3 separate regions of the Mus musculus genome follow, and regions 1 and 2 are each linked to region 3. The links are chromatin contacts, called in public Micro-C and promoter capture Hi-C maps. All regions are on one chromosome and are shown on one strand. Each heading gives the region's core, a stretch centred on a gene start, on an enhancer-like site or on the middle of the called end of the contact. The rest is flanking DNA. Distances are from core to core; before and after follow the strand shown.

Evidence for each region. Promoter capture Hi-C pulls out the DNA fragments that hold promoters and counts their contacts. Hi-C and Micro-C count contacts between places; a contact is called where the count stands out from the background.
Region 1: a Micro-C map of embryonic stem cells shows a contact between it and region 3, with 2.6 times the contacts expected there. The contact joins the enhancer-like site here to the promoter of Cdca7l in region 3. A contact is called at or near these places in 4 of 39 promoter capture datasets (the C10 cell line, embryonic stem cells and neutrophils), 2 of 484 Hi-C or Micro-C datasets (embryonic stem cells and regulatory T cells), 2 of 115 datasets of contacts at active chromatin or transcription factors (embryonic stem cells and large pre-B cells) and 1 of 9 other capture datasets (liver).
Region 2: a contact with region 3 is called in a promoter capture Hi-C map of pre-B cells, with 2.3 times the contacts expected there. The contact joins the promoter of Rapgef5 here to the promoter of Cdca7l in region 3. A contact is called at or near these places in 4 of 39 promoter capture datasets (the C10 cell line, liver and pre-B cells) and 2 of 484 Hi-C or Micro-C datasets (both in embryonic stem cells).

The regions. Positions count from the first base shown.
Region 1 is chr12:117,444,976-117,449,122 of GRCm38.p6, forward strand. No RefSeq gene overlaps it. Among named protein-coding and RNA genes, the nearest start is that of Gm31482, 19 kb to the right of the region's middle. Within about 2 kb of position 2,541, at least 123 of the 459 cell types and tissues checked have an H3K27ac peak or open chromatin away from gene starts, as enhancers often do. A contact at or near this core is called in embryonic stem cells, neutrophils and regulatory T cells, where this site is marked.
Region 2 is chr12:117,531,303-117,535,717 of GRCm38.p6, forward strand. It overlaps Rapgef5 (Rap guanine nucleotide exchange factor (GEF) 5), which reads left to right and starts at 2,626. Exons shown (of 26, transcript NM_001373989.1): 1 at 2,626-2,931. The coding sequence starts at 2,716.
Region 3 is chr12:117,841,760-117,845,966 of GRCm38.p6, forward strand. Cdca7l (cell division cycle associated 7 like) reads left to right here and starts at 2,102. Exons shown (of 10, transcript NM_146040.1): 1 at 2,102-2,198. The coding sequence starts at 2,175.

The DNA of each region.
Region 1 (4,147 bases), core at 1,291-3,790, 400 kb before region 3:
TTAGACAATTGAATCCCACACTCAATAGTATTTGCAGACAGAAGTAATTTTCTTACACCAGTTGATGACAGAACTTTGCCCCCCCCCCCCGCCCCCTGCCAAATATCATGGCAGTGGGCCTGACACTTGACAACCAACAGAGGTCAACTGGGAAAGTGAAATGCTGCTCAAGATGCTTCAGAACATTGTAGAGTTTTGGCCACTGTGGAGGCCTGAGGTAGCCAGGATCAGGCTTAAATGAGTTAAAGTTCTTCCTGTGCCATCTTTAAATCCAGGATTGTTCTTCACACATTTGCCTTAAATCAAGGAATGTAAAAAATAAGTCTTGGGTGCTTTCTGGAAAACGAAGCCGGAAGTCTTAATCCTAGCAAGGTTAAGACTCTCCAGCAAGTGGGGCTGGAGAGATGGCTCAGCAGATAAGAGCACCAACTGCTCTTCCAGAGGTCCTGTGTTCAATTCACAGAAACCACTTGGTGGCTCACAACCATCTGTAAGGAGATCTGATGCTCTCTTCTCGTGTGTCTGAAGACAGTGACAGCATACTCATACACATATAATAAATAAATCTTAAAAAAAAAAAAAACATCTCCAGCAAGTTCAAGGCTTGGTTTGGGTACACAGTATGTTTTCGTGAGACCCCGTCTATAGATAGATAGATAGATAGATAGATAGATAGATAGATAGATAGATAGATACATACATACATACATACACACATTACATACATACATACATACATATATACATACATAGGTAGGTAGATAGATAGATACATGCATACATATATACATACATAGATACATAGATATATAGATACATACATAGACAGATATAGATAGATACAAGCATACATATGTACATAGATACATAGATATATAGATACATGCATACATAGATACATATATATATACATAGATATATAGATACATACATAGATACATTATAGATTTATAGATACATACATAGATACATACATAGATAATCTTTTTTCATTCCAGATTCCCATTAGTTTAAGGAAAATTATACATTGAGTTTCTGCTGAGCACCAGTCACTGGCTCAAGGCTTTCCAGCTTTTCCACTCCTCAGAGCACCCTAATGGAGTGGGCAGCATTCCTGTTTCAAAGACACAGAAACTGGGGAGGTTGAATTTGAGGACTACCCTGGAGTTAGTCTCTCTCTGAAGTAAAGCCTGCATGTTCCAAACAGCTCTAACTCTGTCTCAAGATGTGCTTGTTAGAAAAAGCAGAATTCTGCACACGAGGTTGCTTTTCCACAAAATGATCGAGAGCAGTCTGCTCATCAGTGTCTGTAGAGAGTTGGGACAAGTGCCTCTCTGCCTTCAGTGTGAGGTATGATTGATCATCTGGGGGATTGTGAAAATGGATTGTTGAGCTCTCGTTCTCAAATTCAACATATAGATTTCTTTTTTTAAAAAATGTGCATGTGTGTGTTTGGGTGTATGTGCTTGTGAGTACAGTTGTCTGTGGTTGTGAGGCCAGCCAATGCCTATGTTGGGAACCAAACTACTGTCCTGGGGGCAGGAAACAGTTGCTGAGCCACCACTCCGTTTGCTTCTGGCTGAATATCTCACATTATGTCCTCGCTGATGCCTCTTTCCAAAGCACAGTCAGGATCAGTTAGATCTAGGTTGGAATTACAGACTCAAGGGCTAATTTTTGTTCCTGGCCTCTAGCAATAGAATCAAATCTCAGGGGCCAGGAACCAGCCTTCTGGGTCTATGTGGGGTGTTAGTTTGGTTTGTTAACAGTCCCACTCTGTAGCTCAGGCTGGCTGAGAAATCACTTATGTAACCCAGGTTGCTCCTGAACTCTCTCATAGACCCTCCTTTCTTAGCTTCTAGAGTGCTAGGATTAGAGATGTAAGACTCCCAACCTGGCGAGAGTCTTTTAAATAACTACCTGGCTGTTCTGCTCAACGAAGTGTGAATACTGTCATCCAATGGGCCTTTAAATTATTCTTTATCTCACATACAGCCTCATTTTTTAAATGATGCCTCATTCTGAGTGACAGCCATACTGCAGAACCATTTACAACTGACCATTAGCTGCTGTTGTGACCTGCCTCTGTGTTTAAAATGTCCACAAGGGATCTCTCAGCCCACACTTCATAAATAAAAACCAAGCGGGGGAAATGGAACTATTTATTCATTGATTGGTTTTTGAAAAGTCCTCCAGTTATAGCTTTTCCAGTTCATCAAGGGGAAAGAAGCTTCACTGATGATGAGTGGTTGTTTCATTCCACCCCAACAGAGTGAAATCAGGAGAGTGACGCCATTTCCCGAAAGCCACGCCCCTTCCTCTGTACCCCTCCCTCTTTTACCCTCTGCTGCTTTGGTTCCTTGGCCCTAGGAATCGGGAGTTGGGGGGGGGGGGGGAGCTACAGGCTGAAACTGGTGCCCTGCACTTGCAGCAGGGAGGCTGGAGCACTTCAGCTTCCACAGAGGTGGAGAGGTCACACAAAGCAACGTTCAAAGGCTGAGGGCCGGAAGCCAGCCTCATGCTGGGAGGTGCCCAGAAAGATGCAGGTGCTTCCCTCTTTGCGCCTGAGCAGCGGACTCTGAGGGACGCCAGCTGGAGGGGACAAGGAAGGGCATTTATAGTTTCCTTTGCCGCTGGCTCCTTCAAGCACCTCACACGGCACCAGGAGACGAGATGAGAGAGGGGTTGACACAGCTTGAAGAGTTCAGATATCAGTGGCCTGACCTGAAAGCACAATGGGGTTCGATGCGATCTTGCAGACAAGAGTCTTTGTCCTTGTATGGCTCAACTCTGCTGTTTTCCCAAGAGAACCTGTGCTGCTGCACTTGAAAACAATATGGAAAGATTTAGAAACTCCTTCAGCCCTGACCAGATATTCTCAAACTAGTTAGCCCCACCATCCAGGCGTCTGAGATGAACCTGTGCAGCAGAAACAAGGGCCCCTTTCTCCTCTCTGCTTTGGATCATGGGTCTCAAGCTCGACCAGTACAGTCGTCATTGTGGCTCCCTTGTACCGTGATCCCATCCAACCCGCAGGAAACGCACACCTTACAGGGCAGGCTGTACAATTGCTGGCTTAGTGGGAGCTGTCGTCATGTCCCAGCTCTCGTCTAATAGCTCAGGACCGTGAGTTTCCTGACCGTTTTTACATGGCCGTACTGTGTGCATAGCATAGCTCATCCACACCAAGTTCCTAGGTGAAACTCTTAAGTCTCCAGGGGGAAACCTACGTTTGGAAGGGTTTCGCTTGCTAGCTGGCAGCAAGCCTGAGATCAAAACTTGTTATTCAGAGTCAGAAGTAAAATTCCCGTGAGAGGCACAATCCACCCTATTGTTCTGCCTGGGGTCCTTGTGTCTCCTGTTGCCACGGTCTGCTAAGGCAGCCTCCAGGCTGATGGGACATTTTGTCTGTGGGCTTCCTCAGGATGGGTGGGTGTGATTCCCAAAGACACCTCCCTAAAAATAGAAGAGATTGCATATTTCATTTTACCCCCCCCCCTCTCCTTTTCTCCCCGTGCCAAAGTAGGCACAATAAGGGCACACAGGTAGGGTAACGGTAGAACCAGATCAGCAAAGACATTAATTGCCAGTTTTCACTGGGCCCTGCCCAGCCATGACTCACAGTGCGGAGAATGAGATAGGTGAATGAAATCACGAGTAAAAGGAGGATGTGACTACTCCTAAAGTATGGGGATATTTATTGTAGATAAAAGGGAGAAAGCAGGCAGAGGGAAGAAGAGTCCAGGCTGAACACGGCCAAGGGACCAAACCAGACGACGAGAAGAAAGGCAGAAAGGGAGAGAAAGAGAGTGGACCTGGACCTCAGTAAGAGGTGGCCCGGCCCAGGCCAAAATAGTTGAGTTATGTAGGTATCAGGCTGGGGCAAGGGAAACAGAAGCCCAGGCCCTGGGAGGGAGAGGTTTAGGGTAGGAAGTGGGGTGAGAAGTGTTGGGAGGAGCCACAAGTACCAAAGATACTGGGAAAGCTTGAATGTAAATAAATTATTCTTATTATAAATGTAAATGGTGAATTAATCTGGGGGCTGTATTTATTCACCTCATGCTAATCCCCAGTAACGTCCCAGGGGAAACAAGATTTATTTAAAATAAATAAATTTTATTTACCGTATTATCTGAGCAGTCAAATG
Region 2 (4,415 bases), core at 1,376-3,875, 310 kb before region 3:
GCTGCTGTCTAAATTTATATAATTTAAATTAAATAAAGTTAAAAACCTAGTTCTTCAGTCACACTTGCCACATTTCAAGTGCTCAGCAGCCACAAGTTTCAAAAGGCTGGAAAAAAAAATCCCTAGAATATTCCTTTCAGGATGCAAGCGCTGTAGCATAGCATTACAGAAGGGTGGTACTCCGGGCAAAAGGCAAGGAGAGGGTGCTGGGGTGGGCTTGTCTGAAAGGAGTGGTGTGAATTTTCTACTAACAGATTCCTGCTCTTTCTGATATATCGTGTGTGTGTGTGTGTGTGTGTGCAAATGCACGTGTGTAGGTGAATATCCTTATGTGTGTGCATGCATGTGGAGGCCAACCCTGGCTGCCAGTTCTCAGGTTCTTTTCATACTTGGATTTTTTTTTTTGTTGTTGTTGTTGTTTTTAAATATAGAGTCTCCTACTTGCCTGAGCTTACCCCTTTAGATAAGGCTAGCTGGCCATCAATTCCCCAGGGGTCTACCTGTCTTTACCTCTCCAGCCCTGGGATCAAAAGAGGTGACACTAATTATGCCCTGCTTCCTTATTCTTGTTTGCTTGTTTGTTTGGTTGGTTTTGAACATAGTTTCTTAGGATCTAACTTGGGTCCTTGGACTTGCAAGGCAATCAATCACCTTAGCAGACAAACTACCTTCCTGGTTCCCACCTGCTTACTTTTATGCTAAGTATGTGTGGCCTTTATTATTTATTACTTTAACCTAAATAGACTTTTCAAAAGTCCTTATTGATGTTGTGCCTTAGATACATGGCATGGCCGATTCTATAGACTCTATGGTGTAAGTTTCAAACTCCTAAATCTTATATTGAAAACTGTGAATCTGTGAATCTGTGAATCTAGGATTACAGTGCAAGCCTGTAATCCTAGCACTTGGAAGACAAAGAAGGGGTGCCAAAAGTTCAACGTGATCCTCGGCTACATACGGTGCTCAGGTCGGCCTGGGCTACAGGAGACTCAAAAAAAAAAAAAAAAACAAAAACAAAAACAAAAACAAAAACAAACAAAAAGCCAAAGGAAAAAAAGCTGCTTGAACATGTGTGAAGACCGAGAATGTCAACTAGGAGACAGAACATATGCGATCTCTTCTGTAGCGGAGTGAAGTCATAGATAATTCAAATGTTACTTCTCAGGGATGATATGACTGGCAGAAGGCCCCACAGATCAGAATGTTAACTAGGAGTGTCCTGGGAACTCCTTGGAACCAAGTACCAACCCCTTAGCTGGCACATTTTAACCTAAAAATCAAGAGACTGATGTTAGAGATACAGATGTAGAGTTTCATTCTTGGATAAATCTGCATCACAGACATTTGGAAACCATAACAGACTATAGAGCTCATTACTGACTCCTTCTCAATAAATGTACATAGGTTAAGGGGACAAAATGTAAGTCTTCTGCAGTAAGCGGACAACACAAATTCTATTTCCCCCGACTTCTTCATTATGACATCACCCTTCTCTAACAGGACATAGCCTCCAGGTCCAAAGGCTCCCTCTGGCCCTATGTGAGCCACCTAAGAGTTTGAAATCACAATTTCAAATCTCCTTGAAGGGCTCTAAGCTTTAAGACATTGTGTAAATTTCTTGGCCTGGCTTAGGTTGCTCTTCCCAGGAGGTTTTAGTATTTACATTCACTTGATAATTAGCAAGAGTTTAGGGACTACCTGATTTCCTCTTAGTATTTATCTACATCAGGCTGAATTTCCCTTTTCTTAAGGGCAAGATCTCCACTCTCCCTACTCGGCCACATTTCCCGTGTGCACTTGGCCAAACATCTGCTGTGTGAGATAGTAACCTTGTCAAGGATCCTTACTTGTCATTTTAAAGGTTTTTCAGATCTTTGGCGGTCATAGGTAAAGAGTGGGTCTCAGCGTCCTAGTGCTGAGGGGTTAAAGGCCTTGTTGAAGATTCACAACCCCTTGGAGTTGAAGGCCTTCCTGGAATGGTTTCCACTGAGCACTCCACAATTCCTACCTCCTGGAATTGTATAAGCAGTGATTCATGCTGCGCTAAGCCTTTACAGTTTACCAAGCACATTCACCAGACACAGAAGGCTTCCAGGGAGGTCAGGTTCCAACATGTCAACAGAGATTCATCTTCGGGCCACCAGACTTGCACCTATTTTACTAAGCACCCATCAAACCCAACTAGTTTTCTCCGCTCCCCCTTTTATGAGGAGCGCGCCTACCGACCACTGAGTGGGCAATGTTGTCCCAAGAAACCAATTCTGAACATTTTCTAGGATACCGACTGTGCTGTGGGGCTAGGCTAAGCGCCGGAGGGAGGAAGACCTCTGAGCCTTCTGGGTCGCAGTCCAGGCCACTCCTGGCTGGAGCAAAGGGACTTTTTAGACTCGGGGGAATGGGTCCGGGAGGAGGTTTTTGGGAATGGCGCACCTATGCAGGCTCAGAGCACTCGCCGCTCCAGGGCCCCTTCCGCGGGCGGTGGGAGTGTCTCAGCCGTCCGGAGGTGAGCGGCGGGGCGGGGCGGGGAGCACCTGGGCGGGGCCGGGGCGGTGCGCGGGGCCGAGGCTCCCAGCCGGGCGCGCGCCAATGGGCAGCGGCTGGCAGCGCGTCCCGCGCCTGAGCCGCAGTCGCGCCCTCTCGCTGCCTGGCGAAGGCGCGGAGGCGAGCGCGGAGGAGAGCAGCCGCGGGCGCCGCCGCAACCGTCAGGGCATCAGGATGGCGGTGGGCTCTGTCAAGATGCAGCCGCCTTGCGAGAGTCCGGCCCTGGCCTCGGCGGCCCCGGCCGATGGCCCTCTGCGCCGCAGCCCGAGCGCCCGGGAGCCGGAGCGCGAGCCGCCCGCCGCGTCTCTGCGGCCGCGCCTCAGGGACCTGCCTGCGCTGCTGCGGAGCGGGCTCACGCTGCGGAGGAAGCGGAGCGCCGCCGGCGCCCGGGTGAGTGGCCCGGGCGCGCACGTGGAGCCCTCGACTGCCCCGCGGGCCCGCCACGCCGTGGCTGGAAGTTGGGGAGGTGGCGGGACTCCGCTGGAGCGGGGCCTGGGACGTCGGGGTTAGGGGGCGCCCCTCGGGCTGCGACGGCCACCCTTCCCCCTAGATGCACCTGAGCGCACCCGGGCGCCGGGGCATCGCAGGAAGAAGGGCTGTTTGCTGCTTTCTGTGGGGAAGCTGCAGGTGTCCGGTGACTGAGTCAACCAGCCCCGTCTCACAGAAAGTCTTAGGCCTCCCGCAGGTCCTGTTTGCAGGTGGCCTGCGACGTGCGTGCTTGTTTTGGAAGACTCAGCAGTGTCTGGGCGTCGGGACTGCCCTGGCAGCCGCCACTGCTGAGGGGGAGACTTAGGAGTTGGAAGAGCTTGGGTGAGCTGCTAGCGCTGGGAGCACTCAGTACTCCGGGACGCCCCCTAGAGCGGGAGAGGGTCGGACCCCCGGGAATCTCAAATATCGACTTTCTGATGGTGTGTTCAGATATGACTTCCTGGTGAAGGAGCATTCCTTGTGTTGTAAGTGCATCTCACGACCTGAGCAGGCCAGACATGTTTTTTATGTTAAAAGGAGGGCCTGCTTGTCATCCTGGTGATCCTCAAGCCACTCAAGAAAGCCCCAGTAAGCTCTCACTGACTTCCTTCCTACTCAGCAGAGCTTGGGAATACCTTGGTACATCCTACTCATACTTTTTTTAAAAATTATTTTTTGATTATTATGTAGTATTTACTGAAAAATCGTAACAATGGTGTGATTTTTTTTTTTTTTGACTAGAAGTCTTAGTTATATGTCATGAAAGGAGACAGTAGTTGGAGACTCACAGCTCCTGTGATGTTATTGGCTTGCGGAAACCTAAGGGCTGAGGAAGCATTTGTTCTGTCGTGGCTTCCTATAGATGGGCAAGGATCTGAATTGCTACAGTTCTTGTTCTCCAGGCTGTGTTTTCCCTTTCCTAGGTATTTTCTTCTTCGGTGCTACCTTAAAGGATTGTTCTTAGGATTCTCTCATGCAATTAGATAATTTTTAAGTCAGCCACCAGGAAAGTTTTAGAATTGCCCACACAGTAATCATGGTTTTTTAATTCACGTTACATTCCGCTCACTGCCCCCCCACTTCCGGTCACCTCCTCCTACAACACTTCGCCCCTCTCCTTCTCTGAGTGGGTGGGCTCCCCTGGTTTTTTTCCCTACCCTGGCACATCAAGACTGCAGAGCTAGGCACGTCCTCTCCCACTGAGGCCAGACAAGGCAGTCCAGCTAGAAGAATATAGCCCACAGACTGGAAACACTTTTTGGGATAACCCCCTCTCCAGTTGTTTGGGACCCATGTGAAGACCAAGTTGCACATCTGTTCCATATGTGTAGGGAGGCCTAGGTCCAGCCTGTGTGTGTTCTCTGGCTGATGGTTCAGTCTCTTGAGAGCCTCAAGGATCCAGGCTA
Region 3 (4,207 bases), core at 852-3,351:
CACACACACACACACACAAAACCTGCATGAAGTGTCAGCAGAGGCCAGATGAGGACACTGAATCCTGTGGTGGTTTGAATAAGAATGATCCCCACAGAACCAACCAAGCAGCAGAACTTGGCAGCTTGCTTATAATATATAACCCAGGCCTGCCTATGCAGGGATGGCATGGACCTGTCTCACAGACATGGTCAAAGGCTAACCTGTTGAAAGCAATTTCTTATTTGAGATTTCCTCTTCCTAGGTCTATTTACATTTGTGTCAAGCTGACAGGAAGTAACCAAGCATAGGCTGCATAATGAAGGCTTCTAAAGTGGGAAGGTCCAGTGGTCTAAATAGGTTCCCAATGATAGCTAGGTTCCAAATGCTTTGCTACTTCAAACCAATGCTCCCTTTACAATAGGGATTTGCTGTATGTAGTCTACAGTAGAAATAATAATAGAAATAACTGCAAACACAGCCCTTAGATCACAGGAAGATACAATTATCTTAGACTAAAACTAGCTTTGATTAATACATTTTTACTGTTCTTCCTGGCAACCTAAGGAAACAAAAAGAAAAACGGGAGAAAGAATGTTGGGTGTACTCTAGAAGCCTGAAAATGTTTTCTGGTTTGGTGGAACGCTGCTGTCGAGGGGTATCTGGATGAATGTTGAGAGAATTCTAGGAAATACTACATATGAAGTAGTCACAGCAATAATACACATTATCCGGGAGAAGTAAAGCATTTTTCTTTTCTTCTGTTTTGAGGTAGGGTCTCAAATTCAGAATCCTCCTGCCCCTGCCTCCACAGAACTGGGATTATAGGCAACTAAGCCAGGCCATGTGCATTTCTAAAGTTAGACACTGTTTTCTTAACTTCATTCCCCAACACTGGTAACATGTTGCTCAACTAACGAAGAAAGCAAGACACCTCTTTCCTTGACGTTTCCTCCTGAAGCCTGAGAGAACATTCTGGCAACTTCAACTATTCATTCAGCAACAACAGAAGGATGAGTACTGGATCCAAGGAGCTGAGACTGGCTGCATAAACTTCTACTCAGGCAAGCTGTTACTGTATCACCTCATGACCCCATCCTGTGCTAAACCTTTCCACTTGTCATTTTTCAGCTCCTCAGGCTTGCTTTGGGCCTCCCACTGTCTCCACTCATTAAATGCCTCAGGCTACTGACTCAAGCTCTAAGTCTTTGATGCCTCCAGCCCACTCCATGCCATTAGATTACCATTCCCCAGTCCCTCATGGCATCTAACTTGTTCCAAGTTTACATGTCCATGCACTTTCATTATTAGATTTATCATTTTTAATCAGTGGTAGGAATTAGGTTACTAATCATTTCAATTATCCATCAAATTAGTGATGGTGACATAATTATCATCATCATGAGATTTGCGTTATCACTATGGTTATTCATATTATCCTGGGGGTAATGGCTCCCAGTCCATAAAGTTCAACCTAGTAGATAGTTTTTGTTTATTCCTGAGTCAGGAGGCCTATCCCAGCATTTCCGCGGTGAGTAGGTGCTAGTGACTAGCATCTAGGCACTTACTGGGGAGCTCTGGCAAGAACGGAGGTCTTGCTTGTAGTGTGTGGTGTGCAGGGTGCTGCGTCGCCCTCTGCCCAGTGTTAGAAAACTTGGGTGATTGGCTTTTGCAGTGAATTGGGCAGCCACTTTTTCGGAGGCGCACAGACCACGCCCCTTACCAACAACAAAGCAAAGCCAGCTCCGCGGCCTCTACGCAACACTCCTGGAACTCAGGCCACGAGGACACGGAGGTTGGCGCTGCGGAGTTTGAGCGGGCCAGGTACCCGGAGCTCAGAGGCGCGTGCAGCCTCAGCTTGAGTCTCCCGCGCGAACCTGAGCGGACGGCTCCACCGCGGACCTGCGCGGTAGGGGGAAGCCCGCGCAACCAAACACGCCGGCCAATGCCGGTCGCGCGCTCCCTTTGCGCGCTCCCGCGCCGGCCTTAAGGCTTGGACCGCAGGTGGAGAGGCCCGGGTGCGGGCGCGTGGCCCGAGGCTGTGCGAGGTTGCGCGGTGCGCGCGGAGCCGCGCTGTCCCCCCCATCTGAACTCAGTGCGCTGTTCCACGGCAAACTCCGCGCGCTGCGTGCTCGGGGCCGCGCCAGCCCGGGTGGCCGCGTGCAGGGCTCAGGGAAGTGAGCCCAGCAGGGAAGATGGAGCTGGCCACGCGCTCCCAGGTGAGGGTTTCCCCCAGCCCTGGTCCCCGGCCGCTTTCTGCATGCCCCGCCCCGCCCTGTCCTGCCGGGCTGGTCCACGCGGAGGGCCGGGTGCTGGGAACTTAGGTCCTGTAGGAGTGCGCGTGGCTCCCTGCTGTACCACCCCGGGTCTGCAGGTTTGGCCCCTGCAGCCGGGGCTCAGGTGGGGATGCCTATTCTGGAGCTGCAGGCCGGGAGCTACGGGGTGCAGCGCCCCGAGACCTGGGGGAGGGGCGCGCGGGAGGGCAGCGTGCAATTTCTCCCCAACCCCCTTCCTCGCCGGAACTGGCACCAGAGGTCAGGAAGATTAAGAAAAAAGCAATTAAAAAAAAAAAAAAAAAAAAAAAAGAAAGAAAGAAATCTCGAGACTCACACTATACCAGTCTTTTATTGAGTTGCTGTAGGTTTTATTCTAGAACTTTAATAAATTTACTACTTGGCAAATGGTAAGTAACATCTTTAGGCCAAGTTAACAAACAACTTCAAGATTGCAAATCTTAAGCGAAGGGCAAATCCATTATGCATTATGGGTCTAATTTAAGTTTTGAAACTTCACTAACACTTGAGAATAAGTCTTCCAAAGGGTCATTGCGTGCCAGGATTGTGATTTCTGTTAGTTTACAGTCTCAAGGTTTTTCTCTACTTAAAATTATCACTCTGTTAAAAAAACGACAACCACAAGACACCTAAACAGACACACACTTTTTAATATAGTGATAAGCAAATCATTTTTAAAAATGAACTAAGAAAAACTTTGAAAAGAGAAGGAATGGCCAGCCCCCTGCTCGTGGGGTGCGGGATATTTTACATGAATGTAGCCTTTCTTGAACTGCGTTTACCCCTGTAGTCTACCTGTAGACTCTGAGCCTGGTGGAACAGCGCCCAAGCTTTACCAGACCTGGCCTGCCCAGGTCTGGCACTTACCTTTGTGCTGGCAAATTAGAGAACTAGCTAGCTGGCTAGATACCAGTGGCCACTTTGTCCAGTTAGTGACCGCTGAGAATGTCCTGAAAGTGGAGGTTTGTGAGAAAGTATTTTAAAAGGTTTCACCAGTGAAGGGAGAAAAGAAAAACTGTACTGAGCTAGACTCAGGCTTTAGGGTTTTTGTTGTTGTTTTTGTTTTGCTTTTGCACGTGGCTAGCCTGAGCTTCTCCAGGAAGTAACAAAACACCTTTGGAAAGGGAAAGTGAAATTGCTTTGTTTTTTCAGGACAGTCTCATTCATCACAGAGTGGTCTCCACTTTCTGTAGAGCAGATTATAGATCTTGCCTCCACTTCTAGATTCAGGATTCTTTCCCTGCTTGGATGCCTGGTGTATGATGTGCTGGGGGTGAACCCTGGGCCTCCTGCATGTTAGGCAAAATCTGCAAACTGGGCTGCAGCTCCAGCCTGGTGGAAAGAGACAGGAGCTTTCGTAGTTCCTCAGAAAATGTAACTCACTGTATCATTTCCAAAACCTGTCACTTTACTGGAAAGCTCTTTGCAACTAGGATCCCTGTATTCAGGGCATTTGAAAATTCAGGATGTATTAAACTGTGCAGCTAGACCGGAACATTTTATTGTTACACTGTGAAGCTTTAATAAACTATTTACTGGGGGGGGGAGGGGGCAATCTACAAATTACATCCTACCCATTATACACCAATTAGGGCAGATTACTATGTATAAGATGATCATACACACACCTATAAAGATCTCTTAATTGGTAGCACAAATTAAGATGAATTTTTTTTTCTGTTTGTAAGCTCCTCATAGTTTAAAAGTGAGCACAGTCATCTTCATTGACATGGTCTGTGAGTGGTTCTGTGGGGTGGCAGGTGAGTGCAGATGAGAAGACCGTTGAACCGAGAGATGCTAAATTTTGCAATCTTCCAGTCTCTAGCCTTATAAATAGTCAAGTAACCAGAGAGGCAGCTTGGCTGCACCCCCGGTGTGACAGGGCCCAGCAGGCAGCACACTGTCCTCTCACACAGCAGTAACTATAATTCCTC